Regions from separate parts of the Mus musculus genome. Here all the other regions are linked to region 5. A link is a contact called in public Hi-C, HiChIP or PLAC-seq and promoter capture Hi-C data. All regions are on one chromosome and are shown on one strand. Each heading gives the region's core, a stretch centred on a gene start, on an enhancer-like site or on the middle of the called end of the contact. The rest is flanking DNA. Distances are from core to core; before and after follow the strand shown. Region 1 holds the start of Fbn1 (fibrillin 1). Region 2 overlaps Dut (deoxyuridine triphosphatase). Region 3 holds the start of Ap4e1 (adaptor-related protein complex AP-4, epsilon 1). Region 4 has its middle 29 kb from the start of Dut. Region 5 holds the start of Fgf7 (fibroblast growth factor 7). Region 6 overlaps Fbn1 (fibrillin 1).

What was found. Promoter capture Hi-C pulls out the DNA fragments that hold promoters and counts their contacts. Hi-C and Micro-C count contacts between places; a contact is called where the count stands out from the background. HiChIP or PLAC-seq counts read pairs in DNA pulled down with a chosen protein or histone mark.
Region 1: a promoter capture Hi-C map of cranial neural crest shows a contact between it and region 5. The contact joins the promoter of Fbn1 here to the promoter of Fgf7 in region 5.
Region 2: a contact with region 5 is called in an H3K27ac HiChIP or PLAC-seq map of extraembryonic endoderm stem cells, with 4 times the contacts expected there. The contact joins the enhancer-like site here to the promoter of Fgf7 in region 5. A contact is called at or near these places in 4 of 39 promoter capture datasets (the 3T3-L1 cell line, hippocampal neurons, pre-B cells and 1 more), 3 of 484 Hi-C or Micro-C datasets (the N1E-115 cell line, cortical neurons and nephron progenitors), 2 of 115 datasets of contacts at active chromatin or transcription factors (the NIH/3T3 cell line and extraembryonic endoderm stem cells) and 1 of 9 other capture datasets (embryonic stem cells).
Region 3: a Hi-C map of the N1E-115 cell line shows a contact between it and region 5, with 5 times the contacts expected there. The contact joins the promoter of Ap4e1 here to the promoter of Fgf7 in region 5. A contact is called at or near these places in 1 of 39 promoter capture datasets (embryonic stem cells) and 1 of 484 Hi-C or Micro-C datasets (the N1E-115 cell line).
Region 4: a promoter capture Hi-C map of cranial neural crest shows a contact between it and region 5. The contact joins the enhancer-like site here to the promoter of Fgf7 in region 5. A contact is called at or near these places in 5 of 39 promoter capture datasets (cranial neural crest, hippocampal neurons, maxillary cranial neural crest and 2 more), 3 of 484 Hi-C or Micro-C datasets (the N1E-115 cell line, cortical neurons and nephron progenitors) and 1 of 115 datasets of contacts at active chromatin or transcription factors (the NIH/3T3 cell line).
Region 6: a contact with region 5 is called in a Hi-C map of the N1E-115 cell line, with 10 times the contacts expected there. The contact joins the enhancer-like site here to the promoter of Fgf7 in region 5. A contact is called at or near these places in 4 of 39 promoter capture datasets (the 3T3-L1 cell line, embryonic stem cells and stem cell-derived epiblast-like cells) and 1 of 484 Hi-C or Micro-C datasets (the N1E-115 cell line).

What each region holds. Positions count from the first base shown.
Region 1 is chr2:125,504,411-125,508,820 of GRCm38.p6, forward strand. Fbn1 (fibrillin 1) reads right to left here and starts at 2,028. Exons shown (of 66, transcript NM_007993.2): 1 at 1,929-2,028; 2 at 1,030-1,379. The coding sequence starts at 1,193.
Region 2 is chr2:125,255,325-125,259,561 of GRCm38.p6, forward strand. It overlaps Dut (deoxyuridine triphosphatase), which reads left to right. Exons shown (of 6, transcript NM_023595.6): 4 at 1,525-1,599; 5 at 1,746-1,816; 6 at 2,033-3,725. The coding sequence ends at 2,089. Among named protein-coding and RNA genes, the nearest start is that of Dut, 9.9 kb to the left of the region's middle. Within about 2 kb of position 2,812, at least 13 of the 459 cell types and tissues checked have an H3K27ac peak or open chromatin away from gene starts, as enhancers often do. A contact at or near this core is called in embryonic stem cells and extraembryonic endoderm stem cells, where this site is marked.
Region 3 is chr2:127,006,647-127,011,257 of GRCm38.p6, forward strand. It overlaps Ap4e1 (adaptor-related protein complex AP-4, epsilon 1), which reads left to right and starts at 2,065. Exons shown (of 21, transcript NM_175550.3): 1 at 2,065-2,254. The coding sequence starts at 2,108.
Region 4 is chr2:125,274,166-125,278,685 of GRCm38.p6, forward strand. No RefSeq gene overlaps it. Among named protein-coding and RNA genes, the nearest start is that of Dut, 29 kb to the left of the region's middle. Within about 2 kb of position 2,031, at least 22 of the 459 cell types and tissues checked have an H3K27ac peak or open chromatin away from gene starts, as enhancers often do.
Region 5 is chr2:126,032,264-126,036,975 of GRCm38.p6, forward strand. It overlaps Fgf7 (fibroblast growth factor 7), which reads left to right and starts at 2,395. Exons shown (of 4, transcript NM_008008.4): 1 at 2,395-2,587; 2 at 3,182-3,737. The coding sequence starts at 3,452. The region is part of intron 11 of Fam227b (family with sequence similarity 227, member B); the gene reads right to left.
Region 6 is chr2:125,315,728-125,319,828 of GRCm38.p6, forward strand. Fbn1 (fibrillin 1) reads right to left here. Exons shown (of 66, transcript NM_007993.2): 54 at 3,270-3,389; 55 at 1,685-1,807; 56 at 1,240-1,371. Among named protein-coding and RNA genes, the nearest start is that of Dut, 70 kb to the left of the region's middle. Within about 2 kb of position 2,849, at least 21 of the 459 cell types and tissues checked have an H3K27ac peak or open chromatin away from gene starts, as enhancers often do. A contact at or near this core is called in the N1E-115 cell line, where this site is marked.

The DNA.
Region 1 (4,410 bases), core at 778-3,277, 530 kb before region 5:
AGATACTAAGATGATCTTGTGCAGCAGAAATAGATTTTTGAAAGAAAGATGCTGAACCAAACAAAGGCCTCTTGAGAACATTAAAATCAATTTTCCACCCATTTACTGAACTCTTATCAAGTCAGGAAAAATGCACCCCTAGAATGACAAGAAACTTCAGCATGTGCACTCGCTTGAATCATTGAGCAGGCTCTTCCAAAGGACAGAACTGTGGCCGTTTATTTCTATCTTACCACTTCTAATAGAGACTCCAACTTAATCTCAGAGATTGTCCTTTTTAAACGATTAAAAACTCTTAGGGGAATTATTTCCATCTCCTTCAGCTCCGGAAACTGCCAAGCCTTAGACAGCCAACCTGACCGATTTAAGTCATCCCAGCTGCAACACTAGGGCATGGGAAGCTGATAGTACAGGGCTTTCCAAGAAGATACCGCATGAACACCCATTTAGAGCCAGCCACAGCTGCATGCAGAGCTCACGCAGGCCGGACACTAGTGTTCAAAACCCTCTGCCTTACAAACTTCCAGGGTAGGTGTCTGAACGCGAGTGTACAGCTCTGGTTTTCATGAGAATGACTTAAAGGAAGGACCATCTCCTGACCACGCATCTCATCTCAGTCTCTGGATTCTTCCCTTTCAGCGATGCCTCCCAAATAGCTGATGCCCACACGGGAAAAGCACTTCTCCCTGCAACTGGAATTGGTAAGCAGCAGAAGCAGTGGGCTTCTCCCTTTCTCTGGGTTTCAGCTCCTCCCCTTCTTCCACAAGGAACCATTCTCGCCTCCCCAAATCTGCTTCAACAATGGCCCAGGATTCCCTCCAGCCAGGACTTCTCCTCTGGGCCAGGAACAAGGCGAGTTATCTGAACAAGAGTTGATGACCGAGTAACTTTGGCACTTCCAGGCTGTCTCCCGGGGATCTCACCCAGGGTCCTCTACGGGCCAGAACCTGCCCTGTCAGTTGCTGTGGATCTTAAAGTCCCAAGAAGGGCGAGGGGAGGCACACCGAAGCAGCTGGGAGCTTCCCTTACCCTTTCAGCGCATCGTGTCCTCCGCCGCCTCTTCTCTTGGCCCGATTGGCTCTGGTCTCCTTCAGGCTCCCAGCCTCCAAATTGGCGTCCGCCCCATGGCTCGTGTAGGACTCGAGGAGCAGGGCGAACGCCAGCGCGACCTCCAGCAGCCCTCCTCGCCGCATGGTGCCGCCGGCCGCCACTCGCTCCGCCGCCGCCGCCGCCGCCGCCGCCGCGCCTTCCAGCGGCCCGAGTCTCCGGGGTCCCGCTGTCTCACTGTCCGGCTGTCCTGATGCAGAGAGGTCCCCGGCCTGGGTCCTACAGCTTTCTTCTCCAGGGACTGCTCCCACTTCGGGTAGTCCCTGCCTGTCCTGCAACACAGACAAGTCCCCAAGGCGGGGAGGTGAGACACTCAGGGCTCCGGGATGCTGAAAGCTCGCAGTCCCCGGTGCCGAGCCCAGACCGCGCGCCGCCTGCGCGTGGCGCAGTTACTCGGAGGAACGAGGACCACTCGATCCCAACTAGCTGCAGAGCCAGAACCCGGCGACTGGCATCCGCGGACCCTGTGGCCTCGCGGCGCCAAGTACCGTGTCCCTAGGGAGCCCAGGCGTCCCGCGAGCGGACTGCCTACACGGTCTTAATGGCACTGATTGCGCGCGGTGACGGCTGACGCCCCAGCTCTCCAAAAAGGGTCCTCTCCGCCCACATACCGGGTCATGGCCAACCCCGCCAGTCCCCTGCATCCGACGTGGAGCAGGGCACTGCAGTCCCGGATCTTGCAGCTGTCAGGCAGAGAGGGCCAGCTGCAGATGCTCGAGACATCCCCTCACCCTGCCCGGCCTCCTGCCCTGGATGCCGCGCAAACGGCCCTCCAGCCACCCGCCTGCCGCCCGACCCTGGCGGGACCCCATGAGACCCACTGGACTAGCGGCTCGGACTCTCAGGCGGCGGTGGCTGCTCTGCTCCGCAGCTGTCCCAGCTGTGGCCGCCTGTGGCACCCACAGTCTCTGCCCCAACTCTGCGGCCCCCTCCTTTCCCACCTCTTCAAGTATCGTCCGCGCAGCGGTTTCTCGCGAGAGAAATACTTTTTTAAAAAAAAGAAAGAAAGAAAAAGAAAATGACACCCTCCCCACCTCCCCCCATCACCACCCCACCCCCGGCCCCATCTATCCTCCCTTTCCACTCCCCTCTGCCAGCCACCGCCCGGACCCGGGCCTCCCTCATTCGCAGGATCAGTGCCCTGGGAGGAGGCGGAGGTGATCCAGTCCTGCCTGGCCTGGGATATTCCGTCCCAGGGTGGGGAAGAGAGGGAATGGGAAGAGGTGGAGTAGCGGTTTAGACCGATCTGCCTGCGGCTGAGAGGTCCAGACCCGAGATTCCCGCGATCAGAAGCACGGAGAGCTGGGCCACCTGCGCGGAGAACGCATGCTGGACACCTTGGCCAACGAGGCCCAGGAGGCCCTGGCTGGAAAGGGGCTCTGTGGCAGTGGCCCTCGCTTCTCAGCCCAGTCTTCTGCTGTCTGGCTGGGAGGAGAAATTGTAGGCTCCGAGGCTCAGGCAGGGCTTGTGGTGAGGCCACCACCACTGAGCCAGCCAACAGGTTAGCGGCGGCGAAAGGGGCATGCCAGTGTCAGGAGCCCGCTGGAGGAGCAATTCTCCCGAGGCTCAGGTCAAGCTACTCACCTAGGCTAAATGAAGAGGCTGCGAAAGTCTCAGTCTGTGATGTGGGGGCCTGTGATTTGGGTTTCAGACAATCCTCCCGCCCAACTCTCAGTTAGGAATGGGGTTTCCTAAAATAACCCTATTTTCACATGTGTACACACTATACAGAGAGCACATACACACACATGCATGGGATTGGGGTGGGGTGGGGGTGTCTGAAATCCACATCGGGCTCGACCGCAGGGACCAGGGACTCCAGTCACCAACTGTCACTTTCCACACAGTTACCCTAAGAATGCACGCATCTTGTTGACCCGGATTTTTCTTGTTTTCAACATCTTGTGCCCGGATATGAGATTATAGAGATCGAGGCATGTTATCAACTCCATCTTCTTTTCAAAATGGACCACGCCTCATGATAATGGACTCACTGCACTGCTTCGATACCTGAATAGGAAGACTTAAACACTGATTTAAATTCATAATTATTTAAATATATTATCTAGTTTAATTGAGGTCTTACTTTCAAAAAAAAATCCTCTTAACAGATCCATGAACTGGAGATTCCGTCCTACATCTTCAGGTGAGAAAAGAGGTATTCATTCGAGGGCCAGGAGATGGCTCTGAGCAAATAAAGCACCAAGCCTGGTAACGTGCGTTCTAGCACCAGGAACTACCTGGCAGAAGGAAGGAAAGACTCCTGAATGTGTCCTCTGACCAACGTACTCGGCATACGCATGCGCACAAGTGAGCACATATACTCCAAATGTCGTCAAATAAAGAACCATTCATTGAAGAAGTAGCTATTGAACACTTGTGCCACCTGGCCCACGGATGAATCAGAATCACTTGCAAGTAAGCCAGGAGTTTCAGTCCCTTTGCACAGCAGGTGATCGACAGGGAAGGCAAGCTTGAAACAAATAGTAGCTCATATGTTACATGCCAACAAACACGGGGCACTGCTTAGATGATGTATGTGACCATGACTAGACATAGGCTAGGGCCAATAGAGGAGGCTTCCCTGATAAAGTATCATTGAACCCTTTTAAGGCACCATGGCGACTTAGAAAGAGCAAAAGTTCTTAACTATAGATACACAGTAAGTTCTAGGAACTTAAAAAGAAATAGGCAAGGACCCAGTTTTTTAAAGTCTGTGGTGGACATTGACATGGCTATTTTTCAAAGATCCCCACAAATCCAAAGGGGTGGTAGGGATATTACTAAAGGTGGGAAAGGGGTCCAAACCGAGGAACCATAGTCCCATGGTCGGCAGAAGCAAGGTTTCTGGGGGTTAGGGAGGACTTTGGTCTGACCTCTGTGTATCAGGCTGTTCTGAACCCACTGTGCAATCTAGAAACTGCCTGATTTCTCTGTATTCAAGTGGTATGCAAGAGGCAATGTGATCCTGTCCCCTGTCTCCTGGAGGCTGCTCCTTGGCAACATAATGGAACAGAGCGACTGAACGCAGGGCCCTCGGAAGGCTTTGTCCAGGTAGCACAGAGCAAACCCCAGTAAGGGTTCCATTTATCTCATAGTATGATCACCAAGTTCTCCCCAGCAAGTGGAGAGCTGGCAAGGGCTGCGGCAGTCCTCCAGCCTGCCTTTCGCTTTCAGTTTCTCCTCCCCTGGACTTCCACATGGAACAGCTTTTCCTACAAAAGAGAACCATAGATATAACTGAAAGAGCCAATGGAGTTCCTTCCTGGGGAGTGATATGATGACAGCTTCAAAATCTCACCC
Region 2 (4,237 bases), core at 1,562-4,061, 780 kb before region 5:
TCTCTGACTTGTCACTAGATGTCACTTTCAAACATGGCTGCTTCCTTCTACAAACTAACCTTACCTTCACTGTTAGGGATTAAAGGTGTGTACCAAGGGCATGTCTGTATTCTGACTGGATCATAGAGACAGAAAAGGTCTTTGGATGTGATCCCTTGCCAGAGCAGCCATGTCACTGGGTTTAAATTCCTCTGCACTTTGGGGCGGAAGAGTTAAAGTAATTATAAACTTCGTTACTATAAGATTGCTGTTTACCTTGTGGGTGGTGATACTGTTTGAGTAACCAGAAGAATTTGGAAGTCAGTCCAGGTTATCTTTCACAGATTCACTTGTAATAGATAGGCCTAAGAATAAAATGTTGGAACCTCAGAGGGCTTCCATGGTGGAAAATTTCCAGCCTTCTGTGGTCATTCATTCTAACATGGAACAACCTGCTCTGTACGAAGGAGTTTCCTTGTTAAGTGCAAGCTACATCACCCTGCAGTCAGCCTCCCTCCGAAGAGTCTGGAAACAGCTGGCCCAATCTTCACGTCGGTTCTTTTCCTAAGTATTAAGGACTAAACTAATAAACTGGTAGAAAGGAAACCTTATATAATATTTGGATTGGTGAAAGGTTTGTTGCTGTTCTACTAGAAAAAAATAGATCCTCAGTCTAGACAGAGTGAACTGCCTTTGACACGTGAATCAGGTCTCCATGTTAAAAACAGAACCAGAGGGCTGTTAGCCACATTATCTGGGCTTCTGTAAACACATCAAGTTCCCGACTCCAGGACAGCCCAGGGCAAGTCTGGGGCATGTAGCTCCTGGGCCGTGGCAAGGTCTCCTATAAAGATCTATTTTACTTTATAATATCAAACAGGTACCAATTGGACACTTAAAAATAATCTTGGGCCAGCAAGATGGCTCTCTGGATAAAGGTGCCTGCTGCTGAGCCTAATGACTTGAGTTTGGTCAGACCCACGAGGTGGAAGGAGAGCCCTGACTCAATGGTTGTCTTCTGACCTCCACACATGTGATGTTGCAACAGAAATTTCAAGTGAACTCATTAAGTTTACCAGCTGAAGTTTGCTGAGCGATTGTGGTTTAAAAGGGATAGGGTTGGAAATGAAATGAGGAATATATATAAACAGTGGTTCTCTGCTGAGCATATAGCACTGGCCTCCCGCTGTAGGTCACCAAGCTTTGGAGTCTTGTTTCTTTATGATTCAGTCAGAGCATCAGTGGAGCTGTTGGCAGAGCAGACGTGAGGTCCTAGTCTTTCCGGTGGTAGTCATCTGGGGGGGTTGGAGGTGGTGCGTCCTATGCTCAGCCTGCAGTAGGAAATGCTCACCACTTGATAAGCATTCAGATTGGAAAATCGGGACACGTTTTTCAAATTCTTGCATTTTAGTAAAACTTGTGTTCAGACTCTGTAGGGCCTAAGGGTGACTTTGTCAGTTGTAATCTCAGGAAGTCTTTGGCAAAGTGGTTTTGAGGTCACTGCAGACCCCTGATGAACGAAGCTAACATTGCTGTCTCCTCCAGCTGGTGTCATAGACGAGGATTACAGAGGAAACGTTGGGGTCGTGCTGTTTAACTTTGGGAAAGAGAAGTTTGAAGGTGAGTTAAGTCAATATGTTCATGGAAACATTTTGAGCTACCTGTGTCAGTAAAAAACTAACTCTAGTTCTCACTGAACAAGGCAGGTTACAGAAAATGGGTCAGTACACAGCGATGGTAATCTGTGTTCTGCTTTTTCTTTGAAGTGAAAAAAGGTGATCGGATTGCGCAGCTCATCTGTGAGCGGATTTCTTATCCAGACTTAGAGGAAGTGCAGGTGAGTACTGGAAACTGAGCGGAGAATGCCTGGTGTGTGTGTCCAGTGGAGGAGGGGCGGCTCAGCTGATGAGCTGTGGGGCTAGTGACTGGTAGTCTTCAAGCAAGGTTAGGTGTTTAGTTTGAGACTTGATTGGCTTTCCTCAGAATGGGTCCGTGCAGTGTGCAGAGGCTCTGACTGCCGCTCCTTTCCCTTCCTCCTAATAATGTCTTTCAGACCCTGGATGACACCGAGAGAGGCTCAGGAGGCTTCGGCTCCACCGGGAAGAATTAGAACTTTGCTGGAAGTATCTCGCTGTTTCAACACTGGAAACCAGAAGCTCTAACTTCGGAAGCATTTGGTGTTCTAGGATGCAGGAAAGGAGACCTCGATCACATCACGTTGGAACGATTCTGTTCCCTGGTTGAGGTCGCCTGTAAGTCTGCACTGTGAGCATGGCATTGACATGCAGACTTGGTAAAACCCAGGGTACAGTTAGATTTTTTGTTGTTGTTGTATTATTTAAATTATAGCCTTCCAAAAACTGTTTTTGATCATAATTGCTGTATCATTTGTAATTTTTTTTAATCCAATAAAGTTGTCTTTTAGCAGATATGATTTTACATAAACTGACTGGAGAACATGGAGGCTGAGTCAAGAGGATTGCAGTGACTTAGGCTAGCCTGGGCTAGTATGAGATGCTATCTAAGGAAAGAGGGTCATGTTAAAAGCTACTCCTTGTTCTTCTCTGCACTGGTGCTGTGTGACACTGGGACTTAGAAGATCTGCTCACCCCAGATTTTGAACCCACAAAAAATACAATTTAGAGTTTATGGTACTGTGGGGGAGGGACTACAAACAGGAGCAGAAATGACTTAAAGGTATCACTGAAAGCCTGCCCACCCAGCATGGTGATTGCTCCTTAAAGCTGTGAACCGTGCAGCCTCCAGGCAACTCTGTGGATCCTAGGGCCTCACCCTGTGTGTAATGGTGGAGGTCCTTCTTCCCTGCAGTGGCTTTTCCAGCAGTTTCCTGCCCGACACGACTGTCTGCCACCCTGATTGCTTCCCCTCACAGTCCCACTGTCTGTGAATAGAAATCTTAAAGGCCAAACCAATGTTAGTATTAGCAACAGATTTAGGAGTGTCCGAAGATAAAACAATGCAAGGCATGCCATCCTTCAAATGATAATGCTATCTGCGGCTGGACATTTTGGCTTTTTCTGCTAGTGTAAACAAATCCCCCGTCCCGCCCCGCCCCACCCTGCCACCAGGTAATTGACCTGATCATTTTAGCTGAGAAATGCACTCTTTATCATCCTAAGAAAGGCTGGCTTGGCTATCTTCCCCAAACAGAAAATAAAGTATCTTTGTGTTCCGAACTTCCCCATTTGGAGGCTGGCTGTGTGTACACAGGTGTCCTGTTGTTGCTTTTTCTAATAAGAAAAGAAAACAGAAAAGGCATAAATTAAAATTTTAGAGGTTACTTCAAGAAGTATATGTTTTAAGGTGTCTATTTGAAACTACATGGTTAAACTGGGGAGGGTTTTTTTTTTTTCTGTAATTTAGCAGGTCTAAAGGAATAAGTCTAGTATCTATATAAGACTATAGACAAATTAAGACTGTCTTGGTCCTAATTTAAAAATGAGTTTCTGGGGGTAGGAAAGACACAAATGTAACTATTTTTAATTCTCTTGGAAAAGACACTGTTGGGCTTGGTAAATTCTTTTTCTTTTTTGTACTTTCTATAAATGTTCAAAAACATGGTTCAGGAAAAAGATTACATTTTTTATGTGTTGTTTGAGACGATGTTTCTCTGTGTAGCCCTGGCTGTTCTAGAATTTGCTCTGCAGACCAAGCTGACCTCGAACTCAAGACATCTGCTTGCCTCTGCCTTCAAAGTGCTGGGATTAAAGGCGTGCGCCACCAGCATCTGGTTTATGTGCATCTTTTTATTATTTTTCCAGACAGGGTTTCTCTGTGTAGCCCTGGCTATCCTGAAACTCACTCTGTAGACCAGGCTGGCCTTGAACTCAGAAATCCGCCTGCCTCTGCCTCCCGAGTACTGGGATTAAAGGCATGCGCCACCATGCCAGGCATATTTCACTATATTCTTAATGCAGAAAATATATGTAAGTTTTGAAGAAAACCCAAATATAGAAAACGAGTTTGGAAACTTTACATTCAAGGTTAAGTTAGGTTCTTGCCAAAATATTGAATAAATTTAACAGCTCTCCCAAGCTTTTAAATCAAAGAATATGGTTCATATGTGGGAGTGAGGTCTCGGCTTCTGTGAAGACCAGACTGACCATGGCAAATACTGCCACCTTGTGGCATCTTACTAAAACAGGGCTGAAGTGGGGATAAAAGCCCCATCATTTCTAGTGTGTAGGTGCTAACTGCTTTCACTTCAATTGTTCTCTTATTAGATGATATAAATGAA
Region 3 (4,611 bases), core at 815-3,314, 970 kb after region 5:
AAAAGGGACTTTGAGATTTCTGTTTTGTTGTTGTTGTTTTGGTTTTTTTTTCTTTGTTGTTAAAGAACCTGGACCTGAAATTCAATGTACATGAGTTATAGAGCCAAGAGCTGGGAAGTCTGAGTTAGGGCCAATGGCCGTTCCGCTGGCGCCCACTTGTGTATAACAATGGAACTTTTTGTAGTGGTTTTTGTTTTGTTTTGGGACAAAATCTCCAGACAGCCTTGGGCGGCTCTTAACTGACTATGTAGACCTAGATGCCCTCGAACTCACAGAGATCCACCTGCTTCTGCCTCCCAGCACTGTGATTAAAGGCCTGTTTGTGCCACTATGCCTGGCTGAAGTCCTAGGCCGAATTATTTATTTATTTATTTTTGGCTTTTGACGTTTGGAGACAGCGTTTCTCTGTATAGCCCTGGCTGGCTTAGAACTCAGAGATCCACCTGCTTCTGCCTTTTGAGTGCTGGGATTAAAGTGTATGCCACCTCATACAGCTCTAAATTGAATTCTTTTAAGCTGTCTAGACCCCGCTTCCGCAGTACCAAGGAATCACCTTGCCTATTGGCTCCCTCTCAGGTCACTGACCACCTCCTTGTGGTTTCTAAAGCTGTTCTATGGCCACGACCTACAGGTTTGGCATTTTTGAGCCTTTTAAGCTGTTGCATAATTTTCTAGCCAATTCAGTATGCTAATGAAAGCTGTGTAAGAAGTTTTAGTGCGGGGGTGGGTGGATATGGGGGACTTTTGGTATAGCATTGGAAATGTAAATGAGCTAAATACCTAATAAAAAATAGAAAAAAAAATAAATAAAAAAAAGAAGTTTTAGTGCTGCTTGAAAAGCAGGAACAACAGAGTTTTGCTTTTTATATAGCCTACCATGTCTCTGTTTCAAATGTGTAATTTTTCTTCCTTTAAACTTTGGTCCAAACAATGACCCTGTTTTACTGGCACCACAGCACAATTTGAAAAAGCTCTATTGGATAAGACGGACTAAGGGGGATAGTGAACATCACCCAGGCCAGGGGAAGGAAAGTTTCACTTTACTTTTTGGCAGTGTAGCCGCGTTCCTTTCACCCGAGTCAGAAATGTATCAGCTTTCCCCAGCATATTTTTTAGGTGGAAGAAAAAAATTGGGGGATGGGGAAAGTTAAGACAGGGTTTCATATAACTCAGGTTTGTTTTGAACTTGATATGGAGCCGGTGATGCCCTTGAATTTTCTTGCTCCTCCTTCCAGTCTCAAGGGCTGGGATTTCAGGCAACAACCACTACATGGCTGGAAAGTAAGTTTTCTAATTTAAACTAGTGAAAGGGCCTAAAGTTAAAAAAACACACACACACATACACACACACACAGTAAACAAAACTTTACGTAGGCATAAAATATTAAATTCTAAAGAAAATCTGTTTTAAATAATTTAAATATTGAGATTTTTCAATAAATTAAACTTTTTTAAAAAAAGATTTATTTATTATTATAAATAAGTACCCTGTTGCTGTCTTCAGACACGCAACAGAAGAGGGCGTCAGATCTCATTATGGATGGTTGTGAGCCACCGTGTGGTTGCTGGAATTTGAACTCAGGACCTTTGGAAGAGCAGACAGTGCTCTTACCCACTGAGCCATCTCACCAGCCCTAAACTTTATCTTTGCATAACTATTCTGTCAGGCAAACTTTTTCTTTTGTTGAGGTGTAGGTACAAGAACAACTTCAAGATTTAAGAAAAAAATTTCACTTATCACAGACAAAGTTTCAGAGATAAGAGCTCCTACAGGTGTTAAGAACACTATAAAGATGGTAGGTCAGGTTTGTAATCCCAGCACTTGGAGGCTGGGACAGGGGAATGGCACGAATTCATTAACCTTGGGAAGTTCGAGAAAATACAAGATCATGCACACACATTTCACCGCTAATAGAATGATCATGAACTTCATGTCTCCAGAGAACTCCTCTCTCCTCCTAGACTCGTGCGCCCCCAGGCGGTGTTTCCCGGAACTTCATCCTGCTCGTCCTGCTCCGGCGCGAATAAAGATTTCTTATTCAAAACGCCGGAAGTGACTACGGAGGCCGGGAGAGTCAGCGCGAAGTAGCCTCGTAGGGAGGCAGCGATGAGCGACATGGTGGAGAGGACGCTGACCGCACTGCCGGGGCTCTTCCTGCAGAACCAGCTGGGAGGACCTGCGGCCTCCAGAGCACCCTTCTTCTCCAGGCTGGGCGGCCTCATCCGTGGCGTCACTGCACTCTCATCCAAGCACGTATGCGGCGGGGTTGGCTGGGCGGGATGGGGTGGGGCGGCGGGGCCGGAGACATCGGTCCGCTGGATGGACGCAGCCGGGCGTCCGCCTCAAGTTGCCTGTACCGACCGACCTCAGGAGGCCGGCTTTCTGATTTGGAGGCCCGAAGACCCTCCGTGTGTTTTCTCATGGGGTGCTTTGAGGATTACATGAGCTGTCAATCGAGTGAAAAAAGCCAGTATGACCTAAAGCCTGAGCTATAGGCTCCTACCAAGTTTCTCCTCCCTGTTGAGATTTTTGTTTTGTTTTGATTTTTCGAGACAGGATTTCTCTGTGTAGCCCGGGCTGTCCTGGAACTCACTCTGTAGACCAGGCTGGCCTCGAACTCAGAAATCCGCCTGCCTCTGCCTTCCAAGTGCTGGGATTAAAGGCTTGTGCCACCACTGCCCGGCTCCCTCTTGAGTTTTAATTTTTCTATTTGGAAGCATCACGTACTCGGACAGACAACCCTCATTCCCACCCCTGACAGGGCTGTTAATCTTTGCAGAGCTTGAGGTTTAGTCTAGACCAACGGGTTGGGCAAAGACGCGCTTTGAAAACTAGTAGTTACTATAGAAGTTATTAAGTTCCCACGTACTTTGTATGGTACTGACTCAAAGCCTCAAGGAGTGTTTGTCTTAAAAACATAATATTGTGTCATACTTTCTTCAGCAAGTATTTATCAAGCACAACTATATGTTAAGTAATGAAAATAGCAAAACACTTTTCTGTCTATTTTCTGTCCATTTTAGACTTAACATAAATAAGTAACTACAGTGCAGTGTAAATGCCTGCAGCATGGAGAAGAGAAACAAGATGCCTTTAAAGGTTTAAAACGGGCTTGTGTTCTCACTGGAAGCTGGTGTGTGGCAGGGCTTGCTGAACATCCCTTAATCATTATTCGTGTACTTAACATCTCTTCGTGCTTTTCTGTTGCTAATTTGTATGAGAGGGCAAGTAAGTATTTTGTGTGTACATGTATGTACTGAGAGAATGTGTATGTGCTGGTATGTGAGGATGCACGGACCCACGGCACATGTATAGGCTTCCGAGAACAGCTTTGGGTCTTAGTCCTTACCTTCCACCTAGTAGGTGAGATCTCTCTTGACGCTTGTTTCTGTGTTGTATATTCAGGCAGGCTGGCTAGGGAGCTTCGAGTGTTCTGTCTCACCATAGGAGTGCAGGGATCACAGGTCCACCTCACCACACCCGGCTTTGTGCTTTTTACACATTGAGCCATCTGCCTCTGCCACCGCTCTGAAAAATTTAGAGAATATAGTTTTTTTGGCTTAGTTTGAAACTGCACAGACAGCCAGATGTGGTATTACTGCCAGATGTATTACTTCTAAGTTTTGTTTTGTTTTTAGATTTGTTTCAAAGTTGTGTGTGTGTGTGTGTTTATGGCATGTGTACATGAGTGCAGATGCTCTCAGAGTCCAGGAGAGTGTGTGTGATCCCTTGGAGCTAGACTTTTAGGCAATTGTGAGCCACCAGAGTGGGTGTGAGGAACCAAATTCTGTCCTTTGCAAGAGCTCTGTGTATTCTCACCTGTGGCATCTCTGCAGCCCCCACCAGCAGTTCGGAATTAGCCACTTAACGTCAGCGACTCAGTGTGTGATTTGAACATAACATTGTATTAGTTAGTGGTTGGCCAGGCCCTAAGTGCTTCCTGAGGTCCAGCACAGGCAAGCATCAGAGTTGACCACACTGGTGTGTGCAGTAGACAGCGAGAGGGAAGATGGGCTGAGGAGGATGAGGAAGAGTAGAGGTCAGGAAGACTGTGTCTGTCTGTCTGTCTGTCTGTCTGTCTGTCTGTCTGTCTGTCTGTCTTCTGCGTTCCATGAACACTTTTTATTTTATCCCATCAACACTTTTTGCTTCTGGGAAGATGTAACTTCATCTTCCCAGATCCACACTTTTTTTTTTACTCTCTTTTCACTTAGACTCTTTGTTTTTGTTTTTTGAGTCAAGGTCTTACCATGTAGCCGTGGTTGTCTTGGGGCTTCCTGTACAGACCTGGCTGGCCTTGAACTCACAGAAATCCACCTGCCTTTGCCTTCAGACTGACTGCTGGGACTAACGATGCATACCACCATGCCTAGCTGTTCTGAGTTGTTAAAACCTACACGTATTTATACGTGTACCATCCCCATCACATTTAGGGCCTGGCCAACCACTGGCTAATACGATGTGATCTTTAAATCACACACCGAGTCCCTGAAGTTAAGTGGCTAAAGACCTGCTAGTGAGGGCTGTGTGGTGGGATCATGTGGTCATCAGGCTTGGTAGGGTGAGCCTCCATCCACCGAGGCATCATCTCACTACCCCGATTTTGAATC
Region 4 (4,520 bases), core at 781-3,280, 760 kb before region 5:
TGATAGGATATCACTAGGTTTTTCCCTCTGGCTCATTTAAGAAGAGCTGGCCACATGTCTAAATGGCACTTCCTGAAAGCAAGGCAGCTTACCTGTCCATGAAGTTTGCTGAGTAATTGGCTTCTAACGTGTCACCAACACATAGCCACACATAGGTGCAATCATGCTGGTTCTGGGGCTTCCAGGAGGTATTGGCGAGGAAGATGCCTGGCACTTATGCATCCTGGGGCAAACCCAACAGTTGACACACGCACCATTGTCTGAAATTGTCTGTTCTTAGGCTTGACATGCGTGTTCCAGACCATTCCAGAATTCTCATACATGCACGTGGGGTTTGAGTAGTAACATGATAAGCTGTTCTGAGTTCTACCTCATTCTTCCAGCAGTTCATTCACTCTACATCCCAACCTGACTCTTTCCTCCTCCTCTTCAGCCTCCTGCTCAGTCTTGCTCAGGAGGAAACTCATGTTCTCCAGCTTCTCTAGCACAACGTTAGGAGTAGTATTTAGGGCTCTCTCAGGAGGCACTCCTAAACACCCAGGTCCTCACTTTGAGGATCTGGAAGAACAGCTTTCAAGGCTCAAAGTGACATTGTGTTTTCAAATGGATAATGAAGACACACAGCTCTGCAGTCTCCATATTCCTACCTCTCTGTGTGCTCACCGCATTCCTCAATGCTTTCTCTGAGGACATGTGACCCACTGTCCACTGGAGACATTTTCTTTTCTTTTTTTAAAGATTTATTTTATTTTAATTATGTTTGTGTATTTGCGACTCTTGTGGGTATGCCCATATAAGTCCAGTTGCCTGAGAGGTCCAGAGATGTTCCATTCCCTGGTACTGGAGTTGCAGGTGGTTGTGGCCCATTCGGTGTGGGTACTGGGAACCAAACTTGGGTAAGTTCACACTCTTAACTCTCAGCCCTGAGAATTTAGTTCTTTTTATTTATTTATTTATTTATTTATTTATTTATTTATTTATTTAATGTGTATGTATGAGTGTTTTGCTTGTATCTGTGTGCCTGGAGCCCTTGGAGAACAGAAGGGATACAGATCCCCTGGTACTGGCGCTACACAGGTGTTGGGTCCTCTGGAAGAGCAACAACTGCTCCCAACTGCTGAGCCCAGAATTTGGTTCTTATCAAAAGCACAAAATCTTATCACTTGCTATGCTCATTTTCAATAAATCCTAAATATTATCATTACTTTCTTTGTAACTGCAATGATTTTCTTAAGAAGTAAACTTCTGACATCTGAACCATTAGGAGTAGAGAGTTATTGTGCTACTTTCAAATTAATAATTTAAGTTACCCAAGAGGAGAGTTTTCAAACCAGCCAGGAGACAAACATCAGATGGAGAAAGGAGTTGTTTATTGTTATCAGCAAATTTTGTCATTTTTTTTAACTGTCTGAAAAAAGCGGATCAGTTTCATGTCACTATTGAGAAATAGGGCCCACCAATGCTAGCTAGCATTGTAGTCTGTTTTTCCCATAAAGAGTGTTTTGTGAAAGACACACCCAAACCGTACAAGAGCAGAGCTTGGGAACCTCGCTCTGTTCCAGAAACCAGAGTTCCCACATAACTGCATAATGCGATGCTATCAGGTTTCCAGCTCCCCACAATGCCTGGTGCAGCAGCGAGTTCATCACTGCCACAGGGAGGTGTAAGTACCAGGAGAGATGACCCAGACAGAGTGTTTGGAGTACTGGGGATTACTGTGAAGAAGCCAGGGCAGCCTAGCCCTGCATCTCAGCTTTCAGCCCCAGGCCAAGTTTATCCAGGATTAAGCAGGCAGCCATTTTCTCCTCCTCGCTGTGCTAACATTGTGGGTTGGTGTTTCTGTGAAGGTCCAGGAAGCAGAGCATTTATTCTGCTGATCTTGTTTTCCTGCTATGAAACACCATATTTCCAACAGCAGTTCTTCTGATTGTCCCTTTGCAGAACAAAAGAAATTCTCATTGATTTTTGAAGATGAGTTCATGATGGTAAAGATAAGGATGGTAGCTCATAGGTAAATGCCATCATGGCTGTACTAGGTTTTAACCTGTGTTCACTCTTTCCTAAGTCATTATCCAGTCCCAGATCCTGACCTGAAGTGAGACAAGCTTACCAGTGGAGTGGATGGAGTTTATTGAATCCTTCCCTCCGCATTCATTCTCATTTCCCATTTGCACAGCACACATCCCATGCTGAAGGCCTGGTTGCTTCAGCTTTCCTCTGTCACAGCCTGGGTGGGCCACCTCCTGTGACCTGATGACCAAATCCCCATGACTTCTAATCCCATGTCTTAAGAATGATCATCACCCTGGCTTCTAGATCCTATGTCTCTGTTTACCTTGCTAGTGGCAAATCCTTTGGCTAAAAGTTATCCAGATGTCCCGAAGAGCTAAGCACTGCCAGAGGTTAAACAGTCTTGTAGAATGACTTCCAAAGATTTCCCCCCAAGTAACAGAACGCTTTCTTCTTCAAATTAAATCCCATGCAGATGCCTGATATCTAAAACAGATGAATGTGGCATGGCAGACAATGTCCACAAGGTTCTCCTACTAACCCTGAGGAATCGTTACAAACTCGAAAGGCTCCTCTTACCATGGCTTAGAAGCCATTATCAGACAGGATGGCAGAGGGAACCAAAAGCCATGTGCATCGCCTCAGCAGCTCTTCATTCAAGAATTGCAACTTCTCTTCAATGACCTGCCCCTGAACTCAAGCTTCCTGGAGCTCCCTCAGAACAGAGGATGAGGGTGGCCTAGAGTGTCACTGGCTCCCCACTCCATTGCTCAATTTGTCCTTGTTAGTTCTCCCCAACATCCTGGGAGCCTCTGGTCAAACGAATTAGGGTCCTCGCCACTCCTTCCTCTATCCATCTGTGTGAGGGACTTATGAATGTCTATAGCCTTGATTTGTTTTTGGCTTGCTGAAGATTATATATATCTTCACAAGGTATATACATATACATGAAAATAAGCTAGCTATATAAAAGTATTAAACTATTATGTGTACTTTGAAATACTTTTAGTGATATGCTTAAGTTGTAACAGTGAATTTTTATTGAATTGCAATCACCACTAAAAACCTAGTTGGCTCTAGAGACACACACAAAGATACAACACTGAAGAAAAACATGTTTTCAGCATCCCTTAGTGCCATGACTACAGTTTATCAGTGATCTAAGTACTATCAGAAACTTTTTTCTAACTTTTAAAAATTAATTTTTTTTACTAATTCACTTTATATCCTGCCCACTGCCCCTTCTGATTACCCCCTCACTCAATCCTTCCCTCCTCCCCCCTCCCCTTCTCGTAAAGGTAGACACCTCCTCTAGTAATGTTCTGAATGGCGAGGATGGGTGAGAAGCTCACATACTTGGCCACACTTGGAAAATTGTGACTTTCTAAGTAACCAGCACGGCAGGTTTGAGCAGCCCATGTGCAGGCTGTGGAGGAACAGGCAAGTTTCAGCATTGCTCTGTGTCATTCCTATGACAGTAGCCATAGAATTCACAGAGGCTTCAATGAGGTCAGAAAGATGCTGCCATCAAGATCCTAGAGAAATGGTGCCTAATGACAGAAAAAACAAACAAACAAACATGTGTTTGGGCAGTAACATAGGCAGGTAATGTCAAAAATGATCCAAAACCTATCAGAGCATTTGACAAAACAAAAATGGAGGCACTTGGAGATGACCTGTGAGGAAAGGTGAAAGCCTAGCATATCTGTAGTATCACTTATCTGCCCCAAGCCTATGACATACAAATGAAACAGGGAATCATGGAAGTCCTGATCCACAAGTGGAGTTAATCACACGTGCACATACTCCATCAAAGGCGGAGATTTTGACAGGACAGACAAAGGATTTCCCCTCTTCCCATTAAGCCATTTAACATTTTCTTGGTTAGACTTGTAGTCCTAGATCTCTTTCAACGCAGCACTCTAAAAAGCCACTTCCAAGATTCTAGAAGAGACTTAAGGGCCATTTCTGTGATTCCCACTTCCCTCTTCTCCTGTCCTTGATCCACCACTGGGGTTGTGACTAAGGAATTAAGCTGAGCGAGAAGAAGGGGCTTCATCCTAAATAGCTACTACAAAGCAAGACCTCCATCAAAGATGTGGACTAGTCACTCTCTACTGTAATGATATTTGTCTCAGTCAAAGTACTCGGAGGGAAACTGAGGAGGCTGCTCTCTGCTGAGCACGAAAAAGGAAACCGCAGGGTTTTATATGAGAAGAATAAACCATGACTTATCCTGTTTGAGCTCTCAATGACAAGATTCCATAGGGCTGATATGGACTGTTTCAACATTAATTACATAAATTTGGCAACCACAGCTGGCTCTATCCTTAAGATTTTTAATAACCTCTTAATTTGCCAAGCTTCCCGATGACTTCAAATAGTTGTCCAGCCCAGGGGCCCTCCTAAGTGGGACAGTGACTCACTGCCCCGAGACTCCCCTTGCACAGCTCACTGGACTTCGGCCATTCTCGCTTTCCTCCTCAACTCTGTCTTCCTCCCATGCTCTC
Region 5 (4,712 bases), core at 1,145-3,644:
ATTTTGTATTTTTACTAAATAAAAAGCAACATGTATAACTCTCTCTCTCTCTCTCTCTCTCTCTCTCTCTCTCTCTCTCTCGTGTGTGTGATAATACTTCTTTGTATGTAAAAGAACAGGGTATAAAATTCTCCTGTATATATGTGTATAGCTTTTGTGTTTAAGCATGGTAAAAATGTAAACTGAAATATAAAATTCCATAAGTCAAAGTTTCTATCATTTGTCTCTCCACAGAATGAAGGCTGTGATGAAGACTGGTTAGGAAAAGCTAGGAAGTTCATATAGCAACTGACTGCATCAAAGAAGTTCTATGAGTTTTTCAATGATTTTCAATGCAAATTTATTTTAAATATCTTTATTTTTGTATTTGAAATACAAATTCCCAAACACGAGGGGCAAGGGCGACACACTTCTTCTTTTTGAGATACGCTTCTATTTGAAGCTTTTCAGGTGACAACATTAATCTTTAAAAGTCAATAGATGTAGATCCTTTTCTTATGGATTTACAATGCACAAGGTGGAGATATTTTCAACTAAGGATGAAGCTACCGTTATCTGGAAAGAGCACAGAGCAGGGAACTCTGCTGCTCTCTTCTGTATGTGCTTTACAGTAAGGACAGAGGATGTCTGCCACTGGGTAACTCACAAGGACAAAGAGAGCAGCTGTCCTACAGATAGCTGAACCGCTAGCCTAATGAGAACCATTGCTAACAAGTAAGGGTCTCAAGGACAGGAATGAAATTCCCCACCCCGTCTTGGTCCCATCACTGGAAAGTAATCAATAACTTCGAAAGGAATTTAAACTGATACAATTTCCTGCCTGACTGTAACCTGCTCAGTGACATTCCTCAGAGAGTCATTTTATACCTTGGCTCCAACATTGCGAACACTCCCTCCCCTGCACATTGTAAAGAGACTGGGCATTCTGTAGTGTGCACTGAGAACTGACTGCATAACCTCCATTTCTCTATGGAACGTCAACTCGTAAGAATTCTGAATCTGCTCATTACTAATGTCCCCGCCCCCGGATGGTGGGATATCACTAAGAACATCATCATACCTTCTGTCCTTTCCTATTCCTCCCTGGGAGAAAAATCATGGGATGTTCTGAACTCTCTGGCTTTAAATAGATACAGTTATAGAACAGCACACCCTCCTCTGCTTTGAAAGCCTAGTGCTTTAATATTTCATGAATCGAAGACAACTGTGTATGTTTGAAATATGGGGTGCTGTTGACTCTGCCCTCTGTAAGCACAATGGGAAAGGGAAGAACAATCACATCCAAATGATTCAATTTTGGGTCTCTGTCTCTATTTGGTCTACCTGCACCACCTGGTGGTAGTGTATGTTAAGTGCGAAGTTGTGTGTGTGTCTCTCTCTCTCTCTCTCTGTGTGTGTGTGTGTGTTTTGCAGGTACAAGGAAAAGAGAATTTTAATGTATGTATTCTTAAATATTCATTTAGGGTGGTGATACGATGGCTCCATACTAAGTGTAAGATACAGACAGTCACAGTCTTGCTCAGTACAGGATAGGCACAAGCTCAGGCTGGAAAGCAAAAGGACTCTCTTGTATCCATTAGCTATTGGCCTTATTATTCCTGGAATTATCAGTTATTTTTTATGCTATTGCTCTCAGGAAGGCACAAGTCAAATACTAAGGTGAAACCATTTTTCTAAAAGAATGATAGTTTTGCAAATTATGTGTCCTTTGCTTCTGTGTGTCATCCTTTGAAATAAATCACAAGACAGGATGTTAAAACGGCAGCACACCCTAGCCTGATTAGACGTGGCCATTGATTTGATACCTGAAGCAGCAGCTGAGCCATGGGGAAGTAAGGGATGGAGCCAAGGCCACACTGTTTGTTAGAATCCCAGTCCGGTAAGAAACTAGGTCTTCTCAGCCTAAAGACTCACACCCAATTGTGCAAGATCTGTGAAAAGATGTGTCCTTGCCTAGGGATACCTGCTTTCAGGCCCTGAGCCTTGGGTTGCTCTAGTGCTCTGAATTTGAAGGACTAAAAACATACCCTCACTTACCAACCTCCTCCGTGCCAATGTATTGTAAAGATCATCTAACATTTAAGAAGCCCTTATATATGTTGTAGGGACATATGTTTTTCACAGACTGTACAGCTTCTGTGTTTAAAAGGTCTAACATTTTCCTTTCTCTTTGTAACGGCTTGGGAATCAGAGGTCTGTTTCCACAGCGTGAATGCCCACTTGTGGATTTAAGCCGAAGCCGTGTCCACAGCTCCCCCTTACGACCACTCAACAGTGTACAAGCCTCCTAATTCTGCTGTTTTAGACAACGAACAGCTCACTGGTTAAGTTTTAATTGCTTCCAATGAGGTCAGCAAAGGTATTTATTGAAAATCTCTGAATAAAAGGCTCCACGCACTCACACAAGCGCACGCGCTCACACACGGAGAAAATCCTTTTGCCTGTTGATTTATGGAAACAATTATGATTCTGCTGGGGGATTTCTCAGCTGAGAAATAGTTTGTAGCTACAGTAGAGAGGCTCAAGTTGCACGAGGCAGACAGCAGACACGGAACTCTTGTGTACCCAGCTGTTCCAAACAGAACAAGTAAGTTACTGTTATTTGTCTTTAAAACAATGCTCTTTTCTGAAAGATTTTCTCTTTCTGTGGTTATTGTCCTGGGGTGGGGTCAGGGGGGAAAGACTTTTGAGCTGTGAAAATATCTACAGAAATTGTGCTGTAGTACGGACGGATGGAAGGAGACTCTTGAGGTTCTCCAGGGCAATCCTGACACTTAACTTGAAAAATCTGGGTAGTTTAAGGGAAAATAATTATAAAGCACAAATGTAAAAGCATAGACTAATGAATTCCAGGGAATTCAACTTCAACTTTGTCGATAGAGGCTGTAAAACTTGATTTAACTCAATAGCTGTGAGTACACAGTGTTTCCTGACAAGATAGCAACTGGAATGAATGGTGTGGTTTTCTTGTGGTGTCTCCTCACTAACGCATAGCGCTTCTGAATCTATGTGCAGAGTGGCAGAGATGCTCACGTCCTCTGTGGGAGCTGTTTTAAACGTGCTTTCAACATTTAACTACACTGACATGTTAGACTATCTAACTACTGAAATTTATACATACAATTTTTTTTATCTCCCTCTCCTCTCCCCCTCCCCATTCCTAATCTCTCTCTTCGAGCAGAAGTCAAGGAGCAACCGCACTGCAGCAACTGGCCTTGTCACGACCTGTTTCTATAAGGATATACCTATCAGCTGTGTTCCTGAAGGAGGAATCGTGTTATTGGTATCAGAAGCTAAAAGATAAGGTTAACAGTTTGGAAAGAGCGACGACTTTTTCTCTCATCAATCTCCAGTTCACAAATAGGAGGAGGCCCATGACCTAGGAGTAGCAATCAACGCAAGATTCAATTCTCATTATGTTATTCATGAACACCCGGGGCACTACACTATAATGCGCAAATGGATACTGACACGGATCCTGCCAACTCTGCTCTACAGATCATGCTTCCACCTCGTCTGTCTAGTGGGCACTATATCTCTAGCTTGCAATGACATGAGTCCGGAGCAAACGGCTACGAGTGTGAACTGTTCCAGCCCCGAGCGACACACCAGAAGTTATGACTACATGGAAGGAGGGGATATAAGGGTGAGAAGACTGTTCTGTCGCACCCAGTGGTACCTGAGGATTGACAAACGAGGCAAAGTGAAAGGGACCCAGGAGATGAAGAACAGCTACAGTAAGTGATGCCTTTATCACAGCCCTGCTTAGCTCTTTAAGGTTTGTCTAAGGTTCACTTTCCAGTGCTGTGTTCTCCTTTCCTATGGGGGCAAAAAAAAAAAATCAGTGTCATATATCAAGTCCTAATTTTTCTACCTTGGGATTTCTGCACTAACTCCCTAAAATATCTCTGGTAATAGGGCAAGTGTCCTCACCTTATGGTTGGAACTGATATAGTTGGAAAATACTCTGTGGCTTAAATCCAAACTACTGGTTAGTAAGAAACCATGTCAGTGAGCACGCATGCTCATGTGTGATTGTTTCCCTAGCAAAGCTCAGCAGCGGTGTGCATAGAGCTCTCAGTAGGTGTTCACCAAACTACCAGCCAGGAGTTTAAGGAGCAGAGGATGTATCTGTCTTTATTAGTGGTGTTGCTTTTGAAAGGACTCTGCCATGGTACTAACCGGTTAAGAATCTACTTCCTGAGCACCAAAAACTGTGTGCTTCTAAAACAGAAGGGAGTCGGTGATGCCCTGGAACATCTTTAAAAGTCTAATGAGTTTGTTTTAGATTCCTTAACTCCCCACCCACAGGTAACAGACCTTTTTTAGCAGTTTCTTTATCAAGAGTCTGTCATGTTAAGTCTCTTGCTAATTTAAGAGGAACATAACCTTGAGGAAGCAGAGCTGAGTTGGAAGGCAGGTTGGGTCGGGGACCTTCACCTGGAGCACCCCACTTTCCTTAGACCCAGTTGTTTTTTTACCTTAAAATGCCAGGGCTTGGGTTTTCATTTGATGGTTACAGTTAGTAACTAATCTCAGTAGTATTAAATGCAATGGCATAAAACACACACTCAACATTTACCTTAGGTATTTAAAACCCACACGTGGAAATAGATTTCTTAGCACTAATAACACATGGGTGGCGTTGACACTGTATGTTTGATAGTACGTGTGGCAGTATAGTTTGAGAAGGATACATGGAGACAATAGTG
Region 6 (4,101 bases), core at 1,599-4,098, 720 kb before region 5:
TGTCATCTGTATTCCTCAGCCACCAAAACACTCTTCCAGAGTCAACTTCTGAGTCCCCTTCCGAGAGGGATTGTGCAATAAAAGCAGTCTCTCTCTCTCTCTCCCTCCCCTCTCTCTCTCCCTCTCTCCCTCTCCCTCTCCCTCTCTTTCTTTGTTCTTCTAAGGCAACCTTGAGCATATTTTGATATATCTAAATGCAAACGGCAGCATTTTGGGCACACATTTTTTTTACTTAAATTTTGCCCCATCTGTATATAAAGAAGATTCCTGAAAGGTGAGATCACATACTGGAGGGAGAACTGAAGGTTGACTGTCATTTTAAAGAGATACATTACTTCATCAGAATGATGCCAGTAAGTTGCGTCGACACAGTAACATTAGTTTGGACTGATCTTCAGATTCAACATGACTTGTTTGTAACAAAGCAATATTATTGAGGAAACAATAAACCATAATTTAACAGGTTTTTAAAACATTAAAATATCTGGATTACTTTTGGTGATTGGTTAGATCTGAATATCACGAACTAACTTCCCCAGTTTCTCTCTCATTTGAGAATAGCTTTGAGTCTCTAGAACACAGAGCTCCCTGAGAGGGGCAGAGAATGTGGAAACAACACCCAGAGCCACATGAAGACTAGTTAAAAACCCCACTGTTCAGCCGAACTTGATGGGCCAGGCCAGAAACCCCAGCTGCCCGGGAGGCTATGGGGCATGAGGTGTTTTAATAAAACTTTATTCACAAAAGAAGTGGCAGGCTAGAGGGTTGGATTTGATTGGAAGCTGAAGCTTGCCATTCCCTGGCCTAGGGTTGTGGTTCTCAACATTTGATACACATTTGGATCACCTGGGGACATTCAAAAAAGCAGCACTTGGACCTACCTCAAGGAAAGCGGGGGTTTCTTGAAGTTAGAGCCCTGGCTTAAAAATAGCCCTAGCACAGGACGTTAGTAAGACAACGGAGTCCATAGAGTGGTGAGGGAAGTCAGTGTGAAGATCTACCTCCTGGACGGCTACATGAACAACGGGCAAGGGCCAAAGGTGGGTGACCCTGGCAGCAATACAGGCCAAGAGAATAGGGACAGGCCAGCCCAGAGGAGAGAACAGTAAGGCCTCTCCACAGTGAGTTGTGACATTTGATTAAGAGGAAGGAGCACGTCACCAACCTGACTCAGAGCTCAGGTCACTTCTGCCCTCGGCTATTTCAATGCTGAGCGGTCTGTACCAGAGACAGTCTTACCTATGCAGCCCTCTCCATCGGGTCTGCGCTGGTACCCAGGGCCGCAGATGCACATGTAGGTACCAATGAGGTTCTTACACTCCATTTGCTTCTCAGTACAGTCGTGTTTTCCCTCTGCACACTCATCCTCATCTGGAAAGATGTGTAATCACAACTTTAAAACAAGCTCCACTGCAGGCTTGTCCTTTAAACTATCATCTCCGTCATCTTAGCGTTGAGCTTATTTCCTTTTGTATGTATGGGGAATTGATATATTAAACGTGGAAGGGAATCTTCTAACCGCCTTTGGACTTGGTGAGAAAACTGCTTTCCAATAAACCGATGACCTTATCAGAAACAAAGATGCTATGGGAGCCCTTCCTGGACTTCTTTGCTTTATGATTCATACTTGCTTGTTGAAGCATTTATAATTCTGAGGACTAAATGGACTAAAATGGGCCCTCACCTTTACACATCCTCCTGTCTTCTCGGAGAACGTATCCAACAGGGCATTTGCATTCATAGGACCCGTAGGTATTTACACAGCGGAAGGCGCAGAGCAGAGGATTCTGGGCACATTCATTTATATCTGTAGTAAGAGAACGTAAAAGAATGAGCCAACAGCACCAAGAATGTCAAAAAGAGAGAAATGTGCTTTTACTAAAAGTCAAAAGCCTTCCTTATCATAGGCATGGGAGGGATCCAGAAAATTATAAAAATGAGTTGATTATTTTATAGCTGGTATAAATATGGTGGATGTATGCTCCGGATCTCCCAGTACATCTCTCAAGCTTGCTGTCCTGGTGTAATTATGGATTTACGTGAATGAGGAACAACAGGTCCACTTTGCATAGTTGGAAGACTCAGGTTGACCAGTTGCCGTTTCCTTTGTACATGAACTATAGATCATCTTTGCTTCCTTTAACTAAAGAAGTTGTGGTCAAAAAGAAGCCAAGCTCTCTAATACTCTTAGTAACCTCTCCTTCCCCAAACAAAGAGGTTCCTATGAGACAACAGGGATTCTGGGCTCAAACAGAGTGTTCTGGTCATTTTATACTTAGAGAAACTCAGTTTACACAGATGCCCTCTACTGGGAAAAATGACTTTTCTAGAGTGCATGGTTTAGAAATGTCAGGACATGTTTTCAAAAGCGAGAGGGTGAAACCAAACCTCTTCGATGATCATGCTGTCCCCCAAGAACAACAATGTGTATGAAGGACAGGACTGAGCATCCAGGCCAGCTTTGAACCACAGCCTTAAAAGGCTCACAACACTCTGAAGGTACCAACAGTCCATATCTCTGATGAAGGGATCCCTTTAATACCACTTTCCCTTCCCCTCCCCCATTCTTTTCCTACACCAGGGAACCCTATCATGAAGAGCTTGTGGATCATCTGGACAGCTGCTGGGCTCTGCTTTTAGAGTTTGTGATTTAGTGGTCGAAGATGAGGCCAGAAAGCTTGCATCCCAGGGGAATATGAGGCAAATAGTCGAGGGACCAACCACTCTTTGGCACTCCCTAGTTTTTCTTTCTTTTCCATACTTCCTTCCAGGCAGTCACACTGACAAATACTTTTCAGATGCCTCTATGGGTTAGGCAACCTCTCCTTTGGGATTGCCTCCAGATGACCACAGGATGTCAGTGGTTATCTAGCTCTGTGAGCAGATGTTTCTAAGAGGAGAGCAGGAGAATACAAAAGAGGTGGGGGAGGGGAGAAGAGCCTTGGAAACAAAAACAACAAAGGAAATAGAGAGTAATAAGACAGGAGGTAGTAAATGAGGAGTTGTATTGAGATGTAAGCAGAAAGACACACTAGTGAGCATTCCGTTATATACAATATAACTTCTGCCACAAGTCACCTCTATTGTTTTCTTTATATTTCCTGACCATATGAGGTCACAGAGAAGAATGATGCAACAGCCTGCCATGCTCAGATGTTCTTAACTCTCCATGCCCTGAAAGGTATTTGATCTTAAGAACTACAATCAAACAGCTGCTCCCATGGTCAGTATAGGCAACTGTCTCTTCTGTATCCGAGACCCTTACTTACCTTCACAAGTCATCATTGGGCCAGGCTCGAACCCCTCCTCACAGGTACATTCAAAACCTCCAATCACATTCTTGCAGGTCCCATTTCCACAAGGATTGCCCACAGAGCATTCATCGGTATCTGCCAGTGATCCAAAGTGGAGATAAAATGAGTGCAGATAAAATGGAGCTAAGGCTCTGATATCACTTTTCATTCTGTCTGAGTTCTTGGATCTGTGTTGTCTTGCTCAGTTATCCTGTTCTTGCAAGGAGGGAAACCTGCTGACCACTGGTTTCTAGCTGGAGTTTGCACTTGCTCAAAGGCAGAGACAGTGAGAGAGATGGATGTCTAGCCCTTACACCGCCCAAGTGGCTTTCTGCAGACTGTCCTGGGAGTAGATGTCCTAATAGCTAAAATAAGGCTCCTATATGCAGCCAGGGGTTTCTGCTGGCTCAAAGACAAAGTCTCCAGTTGGTCCCACTTCACATCACTACACAAAAAGGCTTACATATGATGGAGTTTTGCCAGATATAAAATAGAAAATTACCTAAGATTAAATAGAATATACTGGATAAAAAAACCCAACATTCAAGTAGATTTTGTTGATTCTGTTAAAACCAGGTGGTTTACATTAGGCAGAAAAAGAAAAGACTAGGGAAAAAAGAGAGAGAGAGAGAGAGAGAGAGAGAGAGAGAGAGAGAGAGAGAGAGAAAACATGTTTAGGTCATGGTCTTTCTAAACAACTGTGGAGAGAGAAAATATTTTACCAAAAAAAAAAATCCCTAAAAAGTATAGATGCCTCCTAACCCATCCATCTGGATCGTCCACTGTTCTTGTTTCCGGCCTCGGCCTT